Linked DNA regions of Urocitellus parryii: region 2 is linked to region 1. A link is a contact called in public Hi-C data. All regions are on one chromosome and are shown on one strand. The core of a region is the stretch at or near the end of the contact, and the rest is flanking DNA. Distances in the headings are between cores, read along the strand shown. Region 1 holds the start of Slc4a9 (solute carrier family 4 member 9). Region 2 holds the start of Slc35a4 (solute carrier family 35 member A4).

What was found. A called contact is a pair of places that touch in the nucleus more often than the background predicts.
Region 2: a contact with region 1 is called in a Hi-C map of muscle, with 6 times the contacts expected there. The contact joins the promoter of Slc35a4 here to the promoter of Slc4a9 in region 1. A contact is called at or near these places in 2 of 2 Hi-C or Micro-C datasets (liver and muscle).

What each region holds. Positions count from the first base shown.
Region 1 is chr1:94,810,158-94,814,355 of mUroPar1.hap1, reverse strand. It overlaps Slc4a9 (solute carrier family 4 member 9), which reads right to left and starts at 2,084. Exons shown (of 21, transcript XM_026384486.2): 1 at 1,891-2,084; 2 at 1,399-1,559; 3 at 1,036-1,143; 4 at 552-607; 5 at 275-432; 6 at 1-7. The coding sequence starts at 2,084.
Region 2 is chr1:94,993,355-94,997,552 of mUroPar1.hap1, reverse strand. Slc35a4 (solute carrier family 35 member A4) reads right to left here and starts at 1,920. Exons shown (of 1, transcript XM_077800849.1): 1 at 674-1,920. The coding sequence starts at 1,909. The coding sequence ends at 938. It overlaps LOC113179647 (SLC35A4 upstream open reading frame protein), which reads right to left. Exons shown (of 3, transcript XM_026384354.2): 1 at 4,185-4,198; 2 at 3,098-3,196; 3 at 2,309-2,515. The coding sequence ends at 2,318.

The DNA of each region.
Region 1 (4,198 bases), core at 835-3,334:
GAAAAACCTGAAGAAGGAACCAAACCCCAGGGAGGGTCAGATGCTGCTTTCTCATAAGGCAGTTCTGCCCACTGACACCGCTCTGCCCTCCCTACCAGCTCCATACATATACTCATTGCATGCCTGCTCTGCAGGGCTGACCACTCTCACCTTCCCTATCCCTACACCCATCCCCCACACACCCTCAGAGGACTGACCCAGGGATCCCCTCAAAACAACCCCCATTCAGGCCCTTCTTCTGAGTTCTGGGCCCCTGACTCCTCAGTAGCCTCACCTGCTGGGGATGGGCACCTCAGTAAGTGGCCCCAGCACCACAGGGTCCCGCAGTCTCACAAAGGCCCCCACGGGCTGTGCTAGGAAGCCCAGTTCTCCTGCCAGCACAGCTGCTGCCTCCGCCCCTGGAGGCAGCTTCTGTCTCAAGGAGTTTTGACCCTGTGTGGCACAGAGTATGAAAGGTTATTTGGGGAGGGGAATGCTGACAGTATCTCAACTGATGAGAACTTTTAATTCCTGACTCCTCTCCCAACCCTACCCATAGAAGGGCCACAAACCTGTTCCTTCAGGGGAATATTTTCATCATGGGAAGCCTTTTTTGGATGGGCAGATCCTACAAAAGGATTATACAGTGGTCAAGAGCACAGGCTTTGGGGGCATATCCACCAGGGCTCCCTGACTAGCTTTTCCTCTAACAAGCTATGAGAACTGGAGCACACTCTTCCCCACTCGGCCTCAGTTTTCTCATCACTAACATGGGGATAATTGTGGTACTATCTTACAGGGTGACTGTCAAGATTAAATGAGATACTGTGTGTAAAGCCCCTGACACAGAACCCACCAAGTGCCTCCCTTCACAGAGCTCTATTGGGCTCCTAACCATCCCTTCCCCTATTTCCACCAGCTCCTGAACTTGTCCAGGAGTCTTGGGTTGAAGTCTGAGCTAAGCCTAGGCCACTTCTGTCTCAGGAAGTTGCAAGGGACATCTTGGATTCTCCCACCCCAGGGTGTTGATCCTGGGCCCAGGAAAGGGCTTCTCACCCCAACAAGTGCCTCTGGTCTGGATGTGATGTTGGGGCCTCTGCAACAATAAGGCCTGCAGCTGTCCTCTCAGCTCTGGGCTCAATGATTCCGCCTGGATCACCTGTTCTGGAGAACAGATGTGGGGTTTGAGGTCCTTAAGGGTTTTCTGAAGCACCTCCATATCATCCTCTCTCCACCTCATTTCCCTTCTAGGGGTCTTAGGAAATGTAGGGACCCATGAACTTGCTTCTTTCAACTCCTTTCCAACTCCTTCTTGTAACAATCTCTAGGGTGGGATGGGGTCAGGTAGGCTCTAGAAGATTCCAAGACTGGGGGAAATCCCAGGAAAATGGCATCTCCCTGAAAAGGTTAACAGCCTACCCACGAGCTCCAGGAGGCTCTGAGCTGGACAGTCCAGCAGTACAAGGCCCTTGGCCAGCAGGCTGCGGAGCTTCTGGAGGCTGGGCAGTGTCAGGGTGGGCACATGGGGAGCACTCCACCGGCCCGCTCCTACCTCCAGCTTCTCCTCGAACAGCATCCACCTGTGGTAGAGGGGGATGGATAGTATTATTTGGGGAATGTCTCCCACAGCCAGGAGCTGGGACACAGCAAAGCCAGGGAAGATAGGGCAATGGGGGAGTCATGGGCCCTGTGATGCCAAGCATGCCTATCTTGGGCAGTCACCCCTCATCCTGGGACCTGGGGAACTCAGAGCTAGACTGCAAAGGACACTAATATTATGAAAGGCAGAATGCATAGAGAAAAAAAATCCTTATTTTAGGTTGGAAGGAGATCCACAGGAGGAACAAGGGGGTCATGGAAGAAGCCCCAGCTGGGGAAGGGCCTCACAGAACTAGCCTGGGTCCCACTTACCTGCCTGTCTCTCTCCACTCTAATGCCTGGGGCCAGCCCAGCAGCTCATTCAGCTGGATGAAGAGCAAGGGGTCCTTGGATATCCCCAATTCCCTGCTGTCTATGTTTGAGGGTCCATCAAAGCTGGGGCTAAGGCCAAGGCTGCTGTCCATATCTTCTACAGGAACATTTTCATGGGCATCTGGCAGCTTCATCTTACTGAAGATCACACAGAGTCTCAGGAGCAGTGAAATTCTAGGGCCCCTCTGGTTATATTTATAATGCACCCTCAACCCCAGTTACAGTAGCACAACACAAACAGAACAAGACCTGCTAGCTCCAGAGCATACCGGGTCACCTGTTCCCCTACTTGCTTCCCCACCCCTGTTGCATGAGAGTGTTTGTAGCCTGGTTTTCCCCAGGCTCTCCAGAAATGCCCAACCTGGGGCCAAAGTGTATATGTGCATTTCCTGTGAGATCAGGTTTGACCCCACTGTGTTTGGTATAAATAGATAGGAGTAGACGGCTAACCTAGGTCTAAGTACTTACTCCCCCACATTATGTTGTCCCTAGCCTGTATCACATGCAAACACCAAACATCCAGAACTGTTTGGGGTGTCAACATCACACTCTGGGGGTCACAGACACACACATTTGGACAAATAAGGACCTATTAAATAATTGGTCTTACAGAAACCTGGCAGGGTAAGGGAGACAGCAGGTACAGAACCTGCCCATTAAATGAGCTAATGATGAAAAACAGAGGCAAGTCACAGAGAACATCTGTATCTTAAATTTTTTTTTTGTCCAACATCTGGAAACCCCCAATTTATCTATGTTCCGGGGCCCTGCCCCTTTAACTTGCTGAGGATGGAAGAGCAACTGGGGTGTTTGATGCTCATTGTACTAAATGAGCAAAGGAGAATGTGATCCCTTGTCAAGTACTGTTGACTTTACCTTCCACATATACACAGAATCCAATCACGTTTCCCCACCTCTAGCACTACTACCCTGACACAAGCTACCATCATTTCTCAGCTGAATTGTTTCAGTGGCCTTCTAGCTTCTTGCAATAATCTTCCTGCTTCCACTCTTTCTCCTTGCCCAAAGTCCATCCTTCACGTGGCAGCCACAGGAGTCCTTTTAAAAGGCAATCAAGCAGGGTGTGGTGGCCTACACTTGTAATCCCAGCAACTCAGGAGGCTGAGACAAGAGGGTTGCAAGTTCAAAGCCAGCCTCAGCCATTTAGTGAGGCCCTAAACAACTTAGTGAGACCCTGTCTGAAAATAAAAAATAAAAAAGGGCTGAGGATATGACTCAGTGGTTAAGCGCTCCTGGCTTCAGTCCCCAGCACCAAAAACAAACAAACAAAAACCAATAGAGCCACATTATTACTCTTCCACTCAAACTCACCCAGTGAGTACCCATCATTCCCAGAAGAAAAATTAAAGTTATTGTCATGGCTCCAAGATTCATGGCCTGACCTCAACCCACTTCACTAACCACAACTCCTTCCATCCTCCCTTTGCTCCCTTATTTCTAACCACATCATCCTTCTGACTGTTATGCAAAGCCTTTTCCTGCCTGAGGGGCTTCACAAACTGTTTTTTTGCAAGGAAATATTTCCCCCACCTCTTTCCCTCTCACCTGCTTAGATCCTTGTCACCTAGATCTCTGCTTGGATATAACCTACCCAAAGAAACCTTCCTTTTCCATCCTATCCCAAGTTGCCCTCTACGGTCCCTTTCCATTACATTTCTGTTTTATTTTCTTCCTAGTAGTTATCACTATTAGTAACTGCCTCATTTATTTGTTTATCGTTTATTGCCTGACTCTATACACACACACACTCACAGAGAGAGAGAGAGAGAGAGAGAGAGAGAGAGAGAGAGAGAGAGAGAAGTACAGTCCATGGAGCAAGTATGTTATCTTTCTTGGCCGCTGAGACTAGAGCAGCGTGGCATATGGTAGCTCTCAATAAATGGTTATTGGGCGAGCGCAAAGAAAGGAAGGGGGCTGGGCAAGGAGCCGCGCTTTTCCTGAAGGCCACACGAGGGCGCTGCTCCCCAAGACCCAAAATGCTAGAGCCGCTCCCTTAAGCCAAGTGACTATTAGGCTTCCCCCGCCAGGGCTCCGAGATAGTGAGATGGAATGGAGGGATGGAGAGAGGGATCCTTGATTCTCCTCGTTGCCCTGGTCCACCGAGAATTGATCTAGAGAGATGGGGTATGCGGAGAGCACAACAGGATAAAGAAGAGAGGAACAATCAGGTTCATCTGAATAACCCGCTTACCCCACCCCGCACTGGATAGCAAGGACTCATCCCCTG
Region 2 (4,198 bases), core at 671-3,170, 180 kb before region 1:
GTAGGAAGCACCCTACATCCTAGAACACTTTATTAAGACCTTATTGCTTATGCAGTTAAAAGAGACATTGATTAAGCTATAGAAGTTTCTGTACCTGGTCCCAGGTCAATCTGTGCAGAGCTTTCCCAGGCTGTTGGGAGCTGGGACACTACTAGGCAGGGATAGGACTCAGAGTGGGAAAGATGCTACCTCCTAAGAGCCTTAGAGGTGGCAGTGGGCTTCAATAGGGCCCTTGGGTGAGCAAAGGGGTTAGGGGTATAGGTTTAAGCCAGGATCCAGGGGCAACATTCCCTGAGATGAGTCAAGCCCCAGCCCTCTGTGGGGTTTCCAGAACAAAGGCTGGGTAAGGGAAGCAGCACTGTGGAGGGGGTAGGGGATATATCTCCAGGCAGTGCTAGAGCCGAGGGACCTTGGCAGAGTGGCCTAGGTGACAGCTATATAATTTGTAGCAATTGGGCCTTCCTGCATGACTGTTGGGTGTGAGTGTCCCTTATGAAGAAGTCATGCGCCAAGGCGGGGCTTGTGCACCAACACCAGGCCTGGGTAGTGGGTATACTGGGGTGACCACAGTGGGCAAGGAAAGCCACTTGTCACCCATACCTCATTTTGTGTTTATGGAAGATGAGGCAGGGGGCCTTCCCCATCAGGAATGGAGTTATTTTTCAGGCCTAGGTATTGATGCTCCCAATTCTTTAGTTTGGAAGAACTTGGGGGTGGGTGGGGAAGTTAAGTTTCCTTAACCAAATCTACTCTTCATGCCTCCTAGAAGCCTCCTTCATACACCACTTCAAGACTAACTTGGTTGCTCTCCCTTCTCCAGCTTTTCTCACAAGGCACTTATTACAGTTGCTAAGGGGAGGAAAGGAAGAAGTTTGAGAGATGACTCTGGTGGTGGTGCCCAATCTATAGAATCAGAAGCAAGCAAGGTAGCCAGGGGCTAGTGACTACCATAATACAGGCGCACAGCCAGGCCAATGAGCAGTGTGGCCAGGAAGAATGTAGCTGTGAGTTGCAGCCGTAGCAGGGCTGCTGAAAGCATGGCATTGACCACTAATGAGCAGGACACAACAAAAAGGCGTGTGATGCTGCTGCCATGCTTCATGACAGCAGACATGAGCAGTCCATTTAGTGCTTGGCTCAGCACCACAAGTGCTGCCCATCCTGAGAAACCCTCCAGGAGGCCTGGGCCAGGACCACCACCTGCATGCAGACCAAGGTTCAGGAGCACACCAAAAGTGTAGAGGAAGAGGTTTTGAAGTGCGAGGGGCAGACGCTGTCGCTTCATGAGCAGCTCTGTGTATACAGACGACAAGCCTGAGATGAGACAGTACAGGATGAGCAGCAGCAGTCCCAGTGGAGTGATATGCAGGGGCATGGGGCTGGCAGCAGCTGCTAGAGGCCCAGGAAGGGTGTTCCCAGGGTCCTGAAGGCCACCTGCTGCATAGCAGGCCCCTGCAGCCATCAGCAGCAGCAGTGCCAAACCCTGGCGTGCAGAGAGGCGGTGCCGGAGACAGAGGCAGTAGAATAGGGCTGTGCTTCCAATCTTGAGATTGCTCAGCACCTGGTAGGTGCTGGGGTCCATGTAACGCTGTAGATAGATCACCAGGTTGTTGTTGGCGCCATAGAGCAGGGCAGATAGTGCAAAAGGAGCAGCTTGGCGCCAGGGTGGGGCCCCCCGGGGCCATGCTTGCCAGCCCACAAGGAGAGAGAAGGCGCACAACAGTAACTTGGTCAGCTCAGTGAGCAGCACAGCTGAGGAGGGCCGAAAGGGCACTCGGCCATCCACATGGCACAACGCCAGCAGTGGGGCATGGGCACCATACATGGCAGTGGATAGGAGGAGCATCAGGGTCCAGCGGGCCTGCCTAGGACGGCCCAGGCCTGGCATACCACCTTCCTCTACACTCATGCCCTCATCAGATCCTGGTTGCCTGTGTAACTAGCAAGTGGCAGAGGAACTGGGGCACATTTAAGGGATATTAAGTTATGGAGCCAGCTTCCAGGAGGAGCTGGTACATTGCCAGAGAGAATACTGAGGATCAGAGTCATCTGTACACTCTACAGTTAGGGCTGGGAGAGTAGGGGCTGATGAAGCATGGTCTTGGGGCCAGTCTCATGGAGCTGGGGAGGGAAGGAGTCCAGGTTACAGTCCGACAAGTGCACCCTCTGCAGGAAGAGAAACTAAGATGAAGGTGGCAGGACAGGTGGAGACAGTAAGTAGATGACAGCTGGGGAAGCCAGATAGTGTGTCTGTGTTCGAAAGGCCTCCACCTGTAGGCCCCAGCTGTTCATCCTGCTTCCCCCATAGGATCTAGAGCTAGTCAGGCCCCTTGCGCAGTGACCGAAAGTAGTCCCTCAGTGTCTTCTCCACGTTGGGCACAGCATATGCCTGAGCTGCATAGATGCCAGTGCAGGTGCCAACTGCAAAGCCCAGTACTGCCGATGCCCTCAGTTTGGCCACCACATAGCCAGCCAGGAATCCTTTGAGGAACGGGGAGGACAAAAGCGAGCCATCCTGCAGAGAAAAATGAAGAAGGAAACTCAGGCAGGTTTTCCCTCTTCTCTACCCAGGAAGTACTCAAGTGAGGGTCACTCTCTACAGCTGTAGCATTTTCTCCAAAGATTTTTCTCAAGGTTCTGGAGCTCAAAAAAGGAAAAAAAAAAAAAAAAAAAAAAGAACTCAGGAGTCCTGATCACACAATATATATCAGAATCCTGAAGTCAGAAAACTCCAACCACAGAATCTTCCTGCTAAAATGTCAGAGATGCCCCTGAGCAGTCTGAGCCCTGCTATTTCTCCAGTCTCATTTTCTAGCATATTTTCCCACTACTGCAGCCCAACCGACCTTCTTTCCTCCCTCTTGTACATAATACTACTCTGCATATGTTTGGAGTTTTCATTCCTCTCCACTTCACCTAGTTAACCACTACTTAAGATCTCAGGTCAAGAACTATTTTCTCAGGGAAATTTTCCTAGGGAACTGAGAACTGGCCCTCAATAACCATTTGCTGAACAAATCTCTGCCACTGACTCAACATTCTCAAGAGAAAATTGGACAATGAAGATTAAGGTGAGAGGCAGGAGGACAACTCCTACCTGGCCCACACCACTGCTGACTTCGTCTTCCACTCGCTGTTGCAGGCGTTCCAGCTGGTTCTTGAGAAATGCCAGGTCCTTAAGCTTGGGCAGAGAATCCTAGGAAAAGGGAGAGGCTGGCTCCACAGACTGACTCAGCCCCATTCCCTGTTCAATTCTATCAGAAACTGGGAGTTGGGAGGAATGGGGTGAGCCAGAGATATCTTTCTATAAAACCTTCCTGAGATGGCAGTGGTAAAGGCAGAAAGGCATTGAAAAGCAGAGTTACATGGGGCCGGGGAGGGGGTGGCAGATGAAATCAGTATCAGTAACTTGTAATAATCACTACAGGAATCTAAATATAGCAATCAGTGTGCAGGAAAGACAGAAGGAATCTTCAATTAGGTCTATGAGCAAAGAACTACTGACTGAACCAAGAGCTCCCCAAAAGTGGTGATCAGTCTTTCTTGTCTGTTGTAAAATGCCTGGTAGTGGGACTGGCAGGCACTTGGTGAATGTGACTGATGCTGGGCTTCCAGACCAAAGGAGAATAATAGCTTGAAGCCGTTCCCTGGACAATTTGAGGGTAAACCCGATTTCTGCCTGGACTGTATCCCTGTTTCTGAGAGCATCTCAACCTAAATGGAGTAACTGGGTATGAGAGATAATGAATGTCGGAAAGAGTATGCATAAACGACGAATAATTCTGATCACATGTAAGTATGAAATTCAGTGTGTGCACAAGAAAGTGTTTGAGGGTGCCGTTCGTGTGGATTGGAAACGCTATCTCTGGAAGGGAAATTTGGGGGGCTAGGGAATGAGGCAGAGTGAGGAGCATTCCGGGGTAAGTGTGTTTGAGTGTGTGCTAGTAACTGGGCATCATGATGGTATTCGGGAGGGGACTGCTGGGGGATCCCCGACTCCTCCCGCCTTCCCTAAAACTACCCCCATGCCACCCCTCCCTGTTGAGGTAGTCGATAGAGTTCCAGGGAAAACAAGAGGCACCCTATCTCTGGGACATTCCAGTGTCACCTTTCCCCAAAACTACAGAGCCATGGAATCTAAAGACAATCTTAAAAAATTAAGGATCACCCCCACGTTCACTCACCTTGTCATCCGCCA